Regions from separate parts of the Rattus norvegicus genome. Here all the other regions are linked to region 2. The links are chromatin contacts, called in public Hi-C and HiChIP or PLAC-seq maps. All regions are on one chromosome and are shown on one strand. Each heading gives the region's core, a stretch centred on a gene start, on an enhancer-like site or on the middle of the called end of the contact. The rest is flanking DNA. Distances are from core to core; before and after follow the strand shown. Region 1 holds the start of Caskin2 (cask-interacting protein 2). Region 2 holds the start of Mif4gd (MIF4G domain containing). Region 3 holds the start of Hid1 (HID1 domain containing).

The links. Hi-C and Micro-C count contacts between places; a contact is called where the count stands out from the background. HiChIP or PLAC-seq counts read pairs in DNA pulled down with a chosen protein or histone mark.
Region 1: an H3K27ac HiChIP or PLAC-seq map of oligodendrocytes shows a contact between it and region 2, with 3 times the contacts expected there. The contact joins the promoter of Caskin2 here to the promoter of Mif4gd in region 2. A contact is called at or near these places in 1 of 12 Hi-C or Micro-C datasets (mammary epithelial cells) and 1 of 1 datasets of contacts at active chromatin or transcription factors (oligodendrocytes).
Region 3: a Hi-C map of mammary epithelial cells shows a contact between it and region 2, with 2.3 times the contacts expected there. The contact joins the promoter of Hid1 here to the promoter of Mif4gd in region 2. A contact is called at or near these places in 3 of 12 Hi-C or Micro-C datasets (kidney, mammary epithelial cells and psoas muscle).

Annotation. Positions count from the first base shown.
Region 1 is chr10:101,537,348-101,541,820 of GRCr8, forward strand. Caskin2 (cask-interacting protein 2) reads right to left here and starts at 3,002. Exons shown (of 20, transcript NM_001107065.1): 1 at 2,876-3,002; 2 at 1,255-1,754. The coding sequence starts at 1,348. It overlaps Tsen54 (tRNA splicing endonuclease subunit 54), which reads left to right and starts at 4,091. Exons shown (of 11, transcript NM_001109576.1): 1 at 4,091-4,205; 2 at 4,304-4,468. The coding sequence starts at 4,150.
Region 2 is chr10:101,347,447-101,352,256 of GRCr8, forward strand. Mif4gd (MIF4G domain containing) reads right to left here and starts at 3,138. Exons shown (of 6, transcript NM_001014122.1): 1 at 3,058-3,138; 2 at 2,612-2,745; 3 at 271-380; 4 at 1-153. The coding sequence starts at 2,693.
Region 3 is chr10:101,107,126-101,111,508 of GRCr8, forward strand. It overlaps Hid1 (HID1 domain containing), which reads right to left and starts at 1,886. Exons shown (of 19, transcript NM_001304290.1): 1 at 1,692-1,886. The coding sequence starts at 1,757.

The DNA.
Region 1 (4,473 bases), core at 1,752-4,251, 190 kb after region 2:
CTGGCGACCGACAATCGACCAACCGATTCAGTACCTTCCTTCTAGCTAGCTCACCCTCATTCACTTCCCTAGGACCCAAGGACCTAGGGGCACAGCTCCACCTCACGCCTGGGTCTCCACCCTGCTGTGCAGGTGGGTGCACGCCATTAACGTCTTTCCTTTTGGCACCAGCACACTAAGGTGTGGGTGGGGATAAGATGTCTCCGAGTAGCCTGAGGAGTCCGGTGTACAAGACCCAGGTGTGTCTCGGTATTAAAGCCCCAAAGTTCCAGAGACCCTCTCCTTGAGGAACATTTCCTTTATCCTGGAGGAGTGGGAAGGCTGATTTTAGACCTGGAGAAGACAGCTTCATGATCTGGAAGAACCTAGGGAGCTTGCCCTTGAGTCCAGAGGTCTATTTTCCTGGGGTGGGTGTGAGAGGTCCTGTTACCACAGAGTGTCCTAAGAGATGGGGCTGAGAAGCCATCCATGTATCCAGCACTGACTGTCCTGTCAGGGATACAGTCCTCAGGGCTGTGGAAACCTCTAGAAAATTAACTTTGGCTACACCCTCCCAAGGAACACAAGCTTATGAGCTGGGGAGAAAGGAGCCTTAGAAACGGTGGAAGTGTGGAGATTGTCAGGGAAACGGACTGCGCCACCAGTGAGGGTAAAGTGACTTGTGCGGCAAACATGACATCTGGGGTTCTAAGCCCCAGAGAACTCCAAACCAACCACCGCCACCACCAGAGAGCCAACCACCACTTCAAAAGAGGTTCTACAGACATCCTCACCAAGTGCAGACATAAATACAGGGAAGCTTCAAGTATGTGGATGGGGTTGGGGGTGGCTACGTGCTCTCCCGACCCACAGCTAGAACATGTCTGCAAAACCACCTCCTTAACGGGCAACCTCAGGGGCTAGCACACTGGTTGGCTTTGCTCTCTGCTCTGGTCCAGAGCCTTGGACAGAGCCAGGCATACAATAAACAATAAAAGCAGAAGCTGACTGTGTTTCAATGCGGGTACTTTGTAGGCAAGGGCTCCATGGCTCAGAGCTGTTAAGTGACTTGCCTGGAGACACAGAGCAAGAAGGGACCCTTTTTCCTCCCTGGCTCTTATACAGAAGCACTTCTTGTCTACAACAGGACAGTCCTTCTTCCTCAAGTCTGCAAATCAAAGTGAGCCTCTGCTTCCACCTCCCCCCAGCCTCTCTCTGTAGCCTCAGTACTCAGAGAAGGGCCTCAGCTGGACGGCCACCCCACCAAGGACTCACTTGTTTTTGCAGCCTTCACTTTAGCCACCAGCTTCTGCACGCAGGTCACGTCTCCATTCTTGACAGCAAGGATAAGGTCCTGTTCACGGCCCATTCTGACTACCGGGCCAGGCTCTGGGCTTCAGAGTCCAGGAAGAAGCAAGGGACCGGCCCAGTCAAATGTCAGTTCGCCATGCCTCAATGATTTGGAGGACTCTTGGTCTTGGGGGAACAAGTCTGGTGTCTCAGGCAATGTGCTCCTCGTCAGGCAGAGATATAGTCCCTCAAGGTGCTCTGGGAGCTGCCACCACAGGCAGGAAAGCCAGTCCCTGGTGGGGTGGAGGCTTTGTGGAAATCTGGCCTGAGATCAGCTTGCAGCTTCCGACAGCCCTGAAATGAGCTGGGACTGGGACTGGGCCCGCCAATCTTCCTGGGTTGGCTCAGAAGGACAAGTGCCCACCCAGAGAGCAGTCAGCATTCCCTGTGGCACGAGGCAGCAGCCATGGATAAGTCCTGGGGGTCTGGAAAAGGTACACGTCCTCCGCTGAAAAGCTGGGTTACAGCCAGAAACCAGGTCAGAGAAGAACAAGATAAACCTCTAGGGAACCCCAAAACACCCTAGGTGCCCTAGGAGTCATGGAGGGTCTAAGCCACTCAGGAAGGGAAGGAAGTTACAGTACTTGAGAGAAATATATACACGCAAAGGGGAGAGGGACTGCATTCAAGGAGGGAGAGGCTGGGTTGCCTGTGCCCCACGGCACTGGGCAGCACCTCAACCATGGGCAGGAGGGGCCCTGGCAGCAGGAGACACTGGGGTAGGCAGGGCCAGCTGCCCATTCTCCACAGCCTGAGGCTCTGACACCCACAGACAGCAGGCGGGGCCAAGAGGTAGGGCCTGGGAGAGTGGTACAGGCAGATGGCAGGGGTCACTCCCTGCCCTAGGTATCTGCAGCACACTCCTCACTGCTAGGGACCTAGAGGGTGGGCTGGGTGCTTATGTCCCACACTTTCTGGGGGAGAGCTACCTGTTGGATAGGATAGCTCTACAGCACCTGTTGCTAGCCCTTCCTCTCTGTTTCTGTAGTGTGAGGAAGCAGCTGGGTAGAGATCCAGGACAGAGAGAGCTTGGACAGGCTAGCCAACTACCTCCCAAGCCTGAACCTGAAATCACAACTTCCCGCACAAAATCTTAAGCCAGTTCCTCAGTGACGGTGATTTTGTTGCCAGAATCTTGTGGCATGAGACTCGTGCAGGCCTGGGGCCCAGGTGGGGAACCACTCATTCCTCATAAGTTCCAAGCCCCAGCCGGAGGGCACTCCCCCTCAAAGTCCGCGACCCGCACCGGGAGAGTGCTCCTGGCAGTGCCTGGGGTCGGCTGGCTCCCCCGCCCCTTGGAATGCCCCTCTAGCGCGGCGCAGCTCCCCGCAGCCAAGCCCAGCTACGGCCGACCCCGGGAACAAAGCGGCAAGAGGGACCCGTAGAGTCGAGAGAGTCCGAGGGATAGATAGAGGAGAACGAAAAGGGGGGCTCGAGGAAGGCGGAAGGAGCAGAGAGATGGAGGAGCCCGCCGATCAGACAAGAAAAGTTAGTTTGTGTCTGCTCTCAAGGGTTCTGAACCATGGCCCGGGTCCCGCAGCCTCACCTCTCCCGGCCGCCCCACCGGGGGTCCGGCTGGCGGTGCTCAATTCCAGGCACTCTGGACTCTGGCTTCCACTGTCCCCCGCAACCCCTTTCTCCTCCTTTTCAGGGCCGGCTCGGCGCCTCCCGCAGGAAATCCCGCCCCTCCCCCCTCCCTCCCGCCGGATCGGGAGCTGGGGACCGTCCGGGCAGCACAGTTGTATTGTCAATCAGCGCCCTGGTTCACGCCCCATCTTCACTAAGCCCCGCCCCCGCCAGCCAGTCCGGATCGGAGCCACTGGCTGGATCAGCGCATGCGCGCAGGTGAAGCTGCTTAGGGGTGCAAAGTGGCGCGTGAGAGTGGAGGGGGCGGGATGTGGATGAGGCTTCGTGCTGCTGTGTCCTGTCTGGGGATCTGGAGAGCTGGGCTCTGGTCTAGACCGAAAGATGAGGTGTGAATGTATAGGAGAGAAAATAGGATGTTTTGGAAGTTGAACCTGAGGACCCCCCCCACTAGGGGCGGGGATCACTTCCTCTTTGCCCCATCCTTTCCCGGGTTGCCCGCAGCGACCTTCGTCCAAGCTCGGAGACTCATAGCTGCTGGCTGGAGCAACGGTGCCACCTAGTGGTGAGCGTCAGAGCGACCCACGATGTCACGGCGGGGACCCCAGCCTCGAAGAGGTGCTTTCGGAGGCTGGGGTGGCGATTCAGCACCAGTGTGAGTCGGACAGCGCCCCGCCCCTGGCCTTTGAACCTGCTTCCGCGCCCCTCAGAAGGGAGATTTTTTTTTTTTTTTTGAACCACCATGAAGGAACGCCGAAAGTCTCTGGACCACTCCTAACATTCCCACATGGCCTCCACTTTGCAAAGCTGGTATTTGAGGGCTCACTGGTCTCCTCTCTACGCATCTCTTCCCTGCAGGTGGTAGGACACAAAGCCATTCAGGGCTGCAGAGATGAGAGTAATTAACCTATCTGATAATTCATGCTATATTTCCAGACGCCAGGTAAAGTTTCACTAAAGAGGGGCCCCCCCACCCCCAAAAGCGCTGGAAACAGAATAGGTGGGGTTTTGCACATCTAGAAACCTACACATTGAGCTATGTCCGCGACCCGAGGTACACGTGTGCAGATTGGTGTTAGGAAACACAGGGACAGACAGGTAGGAAGGCACGAGGCTCACAGGTGGATTTACGGTCAGGAGTAGCGCGCGGGTCCAGAGGCGGGCGCTAGGACCGCGCGGAGTGCCGGGGGTGGGCGGGGCTTTTGCGGTGCGCGCGCAGCCGCAGACGGCGGCCAGATGGAGCCCGAGTCCGAACCCGCGTCTGTGGAGGTTCCCGCGGGACGTGTGCTCAGGTGCTGCCCGGCTGGGGGGATGGAGTGCGTGGGGTGCGTGGAACCTGGGACCAAGCGGGTGGCCTTGGTGCTGACCACGTGTTCCCTGCTCTCTCCAGCGCCTCGGAGCTCCGCGCCGCGCGCTCGCGGTCCCAGAAGCTGCCTCAGCGGTCGCATGGCCCCAAGGACTTCCTCCCGGACGGCTCGGAGGCTCAGGCGGAGAGGCTGCGCCTGTGTCGCCAGGAGTTGTGGCAGCTGCTGGCGGAGGAGCGCGTGGAGCGCCTGTGAG
Region 2 (4,810 bases), core at 1,888-4,387:
CAGGTAGTCAAAGATGTTGCAGATAAAGGTGACATAGCAGACCCAGCCCTGCAGGGAGCATGCTCGAAGCTGCTCCCGGGCATCGTACTCCTTCTGCAGCCGGTTGAGGAGCCCACGGCGGAAGACGCTCTGGCCTGCTTGCTTACTCTCTGCCTGTGAGTCAGAAGAGAGGGTAGTAAGCAGGGCACTGGTCACTACCTGCCCTAGCCTGTCTGTCTGTCTTCTGGCCAGCCTGTGCCTGGCCCTGACCCTCTCTGCCAGGCCCCCAACCTGAATAATGGCGTAGCACATCCGTCCTGCTTCCTTGCTGAATACGCAGTCCTGCAGAGAATGGTCCACAATCACGTTGGCTACTCTCTCCAGGTCCACAGCACCTGGATCTGAGAGAGACAGGAGGGTCTACAGCTGCCTGCCTCGTCACACTTGCCCATCTGCCAGGCACTGAAGTGGGTTTTGTTGCCTTAGAGAGGGTCTCACTATGTACCCTTGGCGGGCCTGGCACACTATGTAGACCAGGCCTCAAACCCACAGAAATCCACCTGCCTCTGTAGCCTGGATACTGGGATTAAAGTCAACCACACCCAAGGACTGGAGATACTTGGAATAAATAGAGTGCTCCATCACATGCTTAAAAGATGAAGGGAAAGCCATCCAGAAGGCACTCAAGAGAAATACCAAGACATTAGGGTTACCCTTGGCTAAAGACAAAGTTCCAGGATAGCCTGGGCTACTCAAAAGTGACTGTCTCAAAAGAAAGGAGCTGAATTGGGTGGTACACATCTATAATCCTATGACCTGAGAGGCAGAGACAGGCCAGCCTGGTCTACACAGCAAGTTCCAGGTCAGCCAGAGCTAGTGAGATCCTGTTTAAAAAAAGAAAATATTTAAAGTTGAAGGTGTAAAGGGTGTGATTTAGGGATCAAGCACAATGCCCACTCTGCATAGATCAAAGATTGGAGACAAAGCAGCCAAACCAATAAAAAAGTATATTCTCCAGTGAAAGTGGTTGCAAGCGAGCCTAGGGCAGCTCTCACTGTCAGGACCCTGGTTGCCCAATCAGAGTTGAAGCAATGTCTCAGTGGGTAGGAGCGCTTGCTTTTGCGGGGAACCCAGGCCCGAGTCCCAGCTTCCATGCCGGCCGCTCACAGGTGCCTACAACTTCAGTTCCAGAGGGTCTGACACCCTCCTTTGCCCCCACAGGCACAGCATATTCGGGGTTCACATGCACACAGTAGGCATGCGCATAAACAAAATTTATTTGCATCTTTCAGGAATGGTGCAAACCTTTTACCCCAATATTTAAGCGGACAAGGCAGGCCAATCTCTGAGCTGTAGGCCAGTCAGGGAGAAACCCTGTGCCAATAAGTAAAGGAATGTAGGTCTGGAGGCTGCAGGAGGGCAAAGCACAGGCGGGAGTTCTTTTTCCTAGGCTATATATCTTTTATTTTCTGGCACTACCCTGATGAATGTACACTGATGCCAAGACTTCATTTTTGTTTTTTTATTTATTTTTGAGATGGTCATCTTCAGAGCAGCTCCCTCCTTGTGATCTATTTATTATTGAAAGTCAGCCCTCAACACAAGGGTTTGTAGAAAAAATTTAAAAAAGAGGTATAGTCTTGCCTTGCTGTTTAGCTCTGGCTGGCCTGGAGCTCACCATGTAATTTTTTTAAGGTTCACTCATGTTATATGTATGAATATTTTGCTTGCCATGTATGTATGCACGCCATGTGTTTGCCTGGTACCGGAGATCAGAAGGCAGCACGGGATCCTGGGAACTAAGTTACCCAAAGCCTCTGGAGGTCCTCTGCAAATGTTCTTTATGGTTCTGTTTTGTTTTGGTGACAGCATCTCACTATGTAGGCCTGGCTATCCTGGAACTCACAGAGATCCACCCCCCTCTGCCTCTCTGCCTCTCTCTCTGCCTTCTGAGTACTGGGGTTAAAGTTGTAAAGCACATAAATGCTCTAAATGGGGGGGGGGGTCGTTTCTCCTCCCCCAGGTACTCTATGTCGAGCAGTTTGGCCTTGAATTTGTGCTGCTCCTCCTGCCTCTGTACTCTGCTGGGGTTACAGGCATGCACCAGGACCATGGCTTGTGTGTTCTCCAAACACAGAGGCTCCAGACATGAGTAGTTGTACAGAGGCTTCTCTGAAATGTTTGCTTAGCACATGATGGCAACTGCTAATTGTCCTGTCAAATTTCTGTCCTGGGTGTTACAGTGCAATTACATATCCCCTCCAACCTCTGTCCAAATCAGGCATCTCTGTGCATTCAAGGGTGCTGATTCGCCAAATGCAAAGACTCTAAAGAGAAAGCAGTTTGTTCCCTTTAATGTGCACGTAAAGGCTTTATGATCCTAGACATAACTCTGTGATCCATTCTCCAAAGCAATGGCTTAAACGTAGGTGTCTTCCAGATCAAGAATTAGGTTGTGACTTACTCTGAGAGCCAAGGAAGGGCTTGGGCATTGCCTAGCTCTGAGCCTCAGCCCCACTGCAGCTCCTACCCAAACAGAATTTGCGTCTGGGAACCTCCCTGGCTCACCAAGTTGGACTTGGGTAGTTTTATGTCAACCTGACACAAATTAAGTGGTAGGTGGTAGGCTCACCTTTGAGTGCAGTCTTCAGCAGCTGCTGAGTCTCTGCATCGAAAGACTGGATTTTATACTCATCTCTGCTGGCCTCGCCCATGACGGTCTAGCCTCAGCAGTTTTTCACTGGCCTGAAACTAATGTGACAGCACCTGAGAAGCAAAGATGGTTGAGGCTTCAAGTGTGAATCACAAAGGTCCGGGTTCTAGTCCTGTAGGCACTGGGCGGGGCAGACCAGGCCTTGGGACAGGTGGAACTGGACTTTCTGTCGCGTTCAGTGGTTGGCTGAGTGCCCACCAAACTTGGCTTCGGGTGGAGAACTCGGGCACCAAGTAGTCACCAGAAGGAAACCCAGGCTTCTGGGATTTCATGAGAAATGAAGCGGGAATTCATCTACGGTCGCAGCAGGATCTGGGTTATTAGCAGTCAGTATTAGGGTAAAATTAGGGGAGCAAATACTGAACTGGGTGTGGAGAGAGGTAACCGTCAGCCTCGACCATATCATCCGGCATGGAGAATGCTGGCCCAGTACGGGCCGCGGATCCTGATACCAGCAGGGCTCCGAGCCCCTCTCTCCCGGCGTTTGCCAGTCCTCTCAGCCTACAAAGCCTACCCCTGCAGCCGTTGGACTAGGGCTGGCCTGCTTGGGAGGGGGCTTGCGTCTGGGGCGCTGCGCGGCGCGCGCCTGGCGTGGTACCGCGCAGCGGCTGAGCTCTTCTCGCGTTGCGGCGCCCGGGCGACTCGCTAGCGCCGCCTGCCGGTCACGGCCCCCCCTAGCCTCCGCACCCCGCCGCCGCCCCGGGCCGCTCCCTCGCTTGGCGCAGAGACAGATCAGCACCCGACAACTGCGACACCGCCACTGCCGCGCGCCGCGAGCTCACCGGCCCCTGTCCCCTTCTCACCCGGCGCACCTCCGCCTTGTTTCTGACCGCAAAAGCCTCCGAGCGCTGGGCCGGACCTGCCTTGCGTTTCGCTTGAAGTTCTTGGTCTTGCCGGGTCGCACCCCACGCCGGGGTCACCATGTCCCTTGCCCGGCTCAGGTGAACTGGGTCAGAGACTCCCCGGCCGTGCCGAGTGGGAGGAGCCTCAGGAGGGAGTGGCCTGCCCAGGAGGAGGGGCGTAGCCGTCAGGGGTTTGGCCCGTTAAAGTGGAGGGTAAGGGCTAGGGCACACCCTGGCAACTCCCTCTCCTGCCAGTCAGGGCAAAGTAAGTTTTAAATCAAAGGGACAGCCAAGATAAAGGGCCCTGGGTCTTTCCTGGGAGGAATCGGGAGCATCACTGCTGCGCACAGGAGACCAGGCGCCAAAGCTCGAGGCGGTTTTAAGAGTTGCCACATGGGGCTGGGGATTTAGCTCAGTGGTAGAGCGCTTACCTAGGAAGCGCAAGGCCCTGGGTTCGGTCCCCAGCTCCGAAAAAAAGAACCAAAAAAAAAAAAAAAAAAAAAAAAGAGTTGCCACAGCACTCAGGGTACAAAAGAACTCTGCTCTGTGGCAGCACAAGAAGTTCCTGAGAGCAGGGGAATGAGCATGGAATTTACTTCAATGAGACTTCATTAAAAAGAAAAAAAATTCAGACAGCCGACTCTGAATCTTCCAGGTTAAGATAAAGGAGAAACAACATCCCACCACACTGGGAGCACATTAAGATACAGGATGTTCTAAGTAGGGGAAGTGAACAACTCTAAGGCTCCTGGAAACCCCTCCCTACTAATGGTGTAAAAGCCCCTCAAAAGGATGGAGCCAGCACACCGGTACAGCATGAGCCAGGAGCTGCCCAGCACCCTCTTGAGACTGCTCACGTTGACCTAAGAGGCTCAGATGGGCCAAGCTGCCTGGAGGACTCTAATCTGTTGGGCTGCCCACAGACTGCACAGTGTGCTCCAGGATCCCACTTTCATGAGCTCTGCAATGCTAGGCTGAGCTTTGGGTGATGCAGCTGTCTTTTGAGTCATTTCTGTTCCTGTAAGTAGCCTCCAAGGTAACCCACTGGCTCTCCAAGTTGGACTTTGGTAGTGTGCTGGATAGCTTTTAGTTTTTGACACAAACTAAAGTCATTTGAGAGGAGGGAACCTCAACTAAGAAAATGCCTCCACATGATTGAGCTGCAGGCAAGACTGCAGAGCAGTTTCTTTTTTTTTTTTTTTCTTTTTTTCTTTTCCCGGAGCTGGGGACGGAACCCAGGGCCTTGCGCTCGCTAGGCAAGCACTCTACCGCTGAG
Region 3 (4,383 bases), core at 636-3,135, 240 kb before region 2:
ACACACACACCAAAAATAATAATATAAATTTAAAAGAAGGAGGAGGAGGGAAAGGAGAAAGAGGAAGAGGAGGGATAGGAGAAGGGGGAGGAGGAAGAGGAAGATAGCCAGAGGAAGAAGGGGAGTAGCCCATACTGGGACTCCAGCCTACTCTAGACCTTGATTGTCTTCAGCTGAGAACAGACTATCTCAACCAGGTACAGACTTACTGATGCAGTATTTGGGGGAGGGTTCCTAAGCAAGTCACCTCCCACCTTTCTAGACCTGGTTGGGTTCATTCTGCTCCCCAAGGATCTGCTGAGCCCACCACACCACCTTTCAACAAGCCAGCTCCTCCCCGGGCAGGCAAACCTGGGAGATTCCCACCTCCCTCTGCCACCCTATACTGTGCAAAGTACCACACACCCCTTCCTGCCACCCATAGACCTAGAGTCTCACTTCTGAGGTTCTGGAACAAGCCGTGGGAAGCAAAGAGAAGCAGTTCTGGTTTTCGCCAAGTGCCTCTCACATGGAAACGGGCTCTCTAGAGGCCCTGGCACCCCTTTCCTCAGCCTCTGACCTTTCCAAGGTGGGTAACAGGGTGTGGGGGTAGTGATCTGCCCTCTAAGGCTGTGCCTGGCTGGGTGTGGGAAGACAGCTCTCCCGATCCCACCCACAGTGACCAAGAACAATACGGAGCTCTGAGAACAGCAGGATGGGGGTAGGGTTCCAGATGGCAGTAGGTCCAGAGCCCTTTGACAGCCCGGGGCCTTGGAGAGACATGGCTGTGCATCTCCCTAACCATAGTAGCCTGGCTCCAGCACTAAGGATTGATAGGAGGACAGAGAAGAAACCTTGCTGGGTCCAAGAGGTGTGTGCTGAAGATAGGAAGAGGCTTCCGTGACACTTGTAGACTCGGGTAAAAATGTGAGAGTGTGCACTGGGCTGGAGTTACCCATGGCTCCCTTTCCAACGGACCAATGATAATCTCCTCATCCCCGAACCCGAATCCCCATTCCGGGTGCCAAAAAGCGCAGCCAATCAGCTCCACCGGGCCTGAAGAAGCCATTGGATCATCACTAGCTGGAAAGCGGGGTTCCCTAGGCCTGAGGACAGCTCCTCTTACCCAGCTGCCGTTGCCTGCTACTCCGTGAGCTCCTAGGAAGACCTGGGCCTTCCCTGCCCTCAGGCATCAACCAGGGCCCAGAGAGGCCACCGCTGCCACCGCGCACCAGCTGTTTTCCCCGACCCAAGCAGGCGCCGGCCCGGCTTTGTTTGCATTGAGTCAGCCGGGGCTGTGTGTCCGGGACCATGGTCCCTGAGGGGCAGGGAGAAGAGAAGAGCCACGGATGGGTAGGTGGGAGCGGGAAGAGGCTGGCAAAGCCAGGCTGAGGGGACCGGGAGGCGGGACAGGGGGCGGATAACGTTGTCGCCGCCGGCTCCAGGAGTAGGCACACGTCAGCCTAAGGTGGCAGCAGCAATGCCCGGGAGAGTGTTCCCAGGGGAGAGTAGGCATAGGGTGGACTCCCGGAGGCAGGGATGGAGCCCTAGTTACAAAGGAAAGGTCCCGTTCCGGTGCTGTTCTCAGCATCCCCCTCTGGACTGACCGGTCACCCCACGTTCCGGTGAGCCATGTTCACCCAGCCCCCGACCCTGCCCTGCCCCCAAGGCGGGCGGGCAGGTGGATGGAGAGGCTGGGCCCCCAGGCGCACCTGAGTCTTGGTAGTCAGCTGGATCACCGCCTTCCGGAAGTTCAGCTTGGAGTCTGCAGACCCCATGTCGATGGAGCCCGCTCCAGCCCGACCCCGGATTCCGACTCTGCCGCGGGCTCCGGCTGTGGCTCCAGCTCCAGCTCCGCAGCCCCGGCTGCTCTCCGGGGAGCTGGAGCTGCGAACCCCGCCCGCCGCCGGCGTCGGCCCCGCCCCCTGTGGGCCCGCCTTTAGACCCGCCCCCACGAGGCCCCGCCTCTGCACCTGCCGTTCAGGCCTAGAAGATGTCCGGGAGTTCTCCGTGGAACCCAATTCCTCGTCCTTCTGACAACTGAGTGTTGTCCCCCTCCATCTTCACAGTCCGCAAGACTGAAACCCCTCCTAGTATCTTTTTTTTTTTTTTTTGGTTCTTTTTTTCGGAGCTGGGGACCGAACCCAGGGCCTTGCGCTTCCTAGGTAAGCGCTCTACCACTGAGCTAAATCCCCAGCCCCCCTCCTAGTATCTTATCTCCTGCCTCCACCTTCATTCTTCACTCCTGCGCGGACCCGCACTTTCTCCTCCAGTCCTTTCTACCTGATGTTCATGCTTTTCTGTTACTGATGCTATTTGAGCGTGCTTGCTTGTTTTTCTTTTCTTTTCTTTCCTTCTTTCTTTCCCTCTTCCTTTGTTTCTCTTTCTGATCTATCACGTCCATGTGTCTATCTAGTCTTGAAGTTATTCTAACCACAGCTGCAGGCTTAGCCCTAGCTTGTCCATGGAAGGATGGTCTGATTCGGTGTCCCTGTTCCAGGAAGGCAGCTCAGCCTCTGGCTGGCAGTGAAAACTCCCTCGGGTCTTGACTCCTACCTAGGTCCCTGGCTTCCCTGAGAACTCTTTCAAGTGCAGAGAAGCTTGCATTCACATCCCAGAACCTGGTTTCAGAAGAATGGCGGTATACCCGCGGTATAGCCTAGTACATTGTGTTTGTTTTGTGAGGAGTTTATCGTAGGCTGGCCTCGAGCTCACTGTTACTGGTTATGAACTTTGTGATCTATCTCCCAAGTGCCGAGGTCACAGGTTGGGTGATCACTCTTGGTATTATGAGGTGCTGCAGGTCAAACCAAGGGCTTCTTGTATGTTAAGAGAGCACTCTAATTATTAAATTAGGAATAATAGCTGACCACATAATAAAATAGCTGGCATACACATGAGCTCTTAGAACTCAGCAGGTGAAGGTAGGAGGGGTAGTGGATAGTGAGTTTGAGGCCACCATTGGCAAATCCCAATATAATCAGGTATATTACATAGCAAGCCAGGACAGCCAGGGCTATGTCCCCAACCCCCACACAATCATGTTACTGTATCTAGAAGTTTCTGTGGATCCTTGATAGTTCAAAACAAGGTGACTTTAGCCTAAACGGGAATCCTGGTGGTGTAAAATGAGGAGTATACTCACGGACTGGAGAGATGGCTCAGCGATTAGGACCACTGACTGCTTTTCCAGAGGTCCTGAGTTCAATTATCAAAAAACCACACGGTGGCTCACCAGCCACCTACAATGGGATCTGATCCCCTCTTCTGGTGTGTCTGAAGACAGCTAGAGTGTATTCACATACATAAAATAAATACATCTTTTAAAAAAAAGAACTCACATACATAAAATAAATAGAATTGTTAAACAAAATAAAAAGTATACCCCTTCAAGGCAGCTGGCGCAGGTGCAGAGGTAGAGAGACGGTCATGGTGTCACCACCTTACAGAACAAGCCACAGCACTGGGTAGCTAACTCTAACTTCTCTCCCCCTACAAAATTCAGGGTGCGCCCCAGAGCTTTTCTTACCACTCTGAGATAATGAATGGTTTCTTTATGAGGTTAAAAAAAAAAAGAAAGGGAGGGGGGAGGGGGATGTTTGCCCGGAAACCGGGAAAGGGAATAACACTCGAAATGTATATAAGAAATACTCAAGTTAATAATAATAAAAAAAAAAAAAAAAGAAAAAAGAAAAAAGAAAAAGAAAAACCAATCATACCACCTAGCCAGGTATGCTAACACAGGCCTTTAATCCCAGCACACAAGAGGAAGAGGCAGGTGGGTCTCTTTGAGTTCAAAGCCAGCCTGTTCTACATAGCTGGTTCCAGGCCAGTCAGAGCTACACAGTGAGACCCTGTCTCAAACAAACAATAATACCTGAGAATCTTCCACAAGATGTCCAGCACTTGGCACCAAAGCCACTGACCTGTGGGCCTCCGCAGAGATTCCCAGTCAGGTTATCAAATTCCAATCTTCAGCTTGCCCTGAGATAACAGAACTCAATCTGCCTTTGGCTTAGTTGGTTAGGGGGACTGGGTATTAAATGAATGTAAAATGGTCTTGTCTCTTTGCTTATTTGGAGACAGGACCTCATGTAGTTCAGGCTGGCCCGGAACTCTTTAGGTAGCTGAGACCGGCCTTGGATTTCTCATCTTCCTGCTCCCACCGCCTGAGTATTGCGATGACAATTGTGGCAGCCCTCCCTGGCCATAATATACTATATTATCGTTTATAGACATCCTGGGAACGGTGGAGCTGTGGGAGCAGAAAACAAGCCAGCGGTTGCTGTGAGCTGGAGGTGGGAAGGGTGGGCTACGAAAGATAACGAGGAAACTTAGTGGGGCAATGAAAACCTTCGGTTTGACTGTTCTCATAACTACGGACCTCGCGAGAGTGAGCTTTAC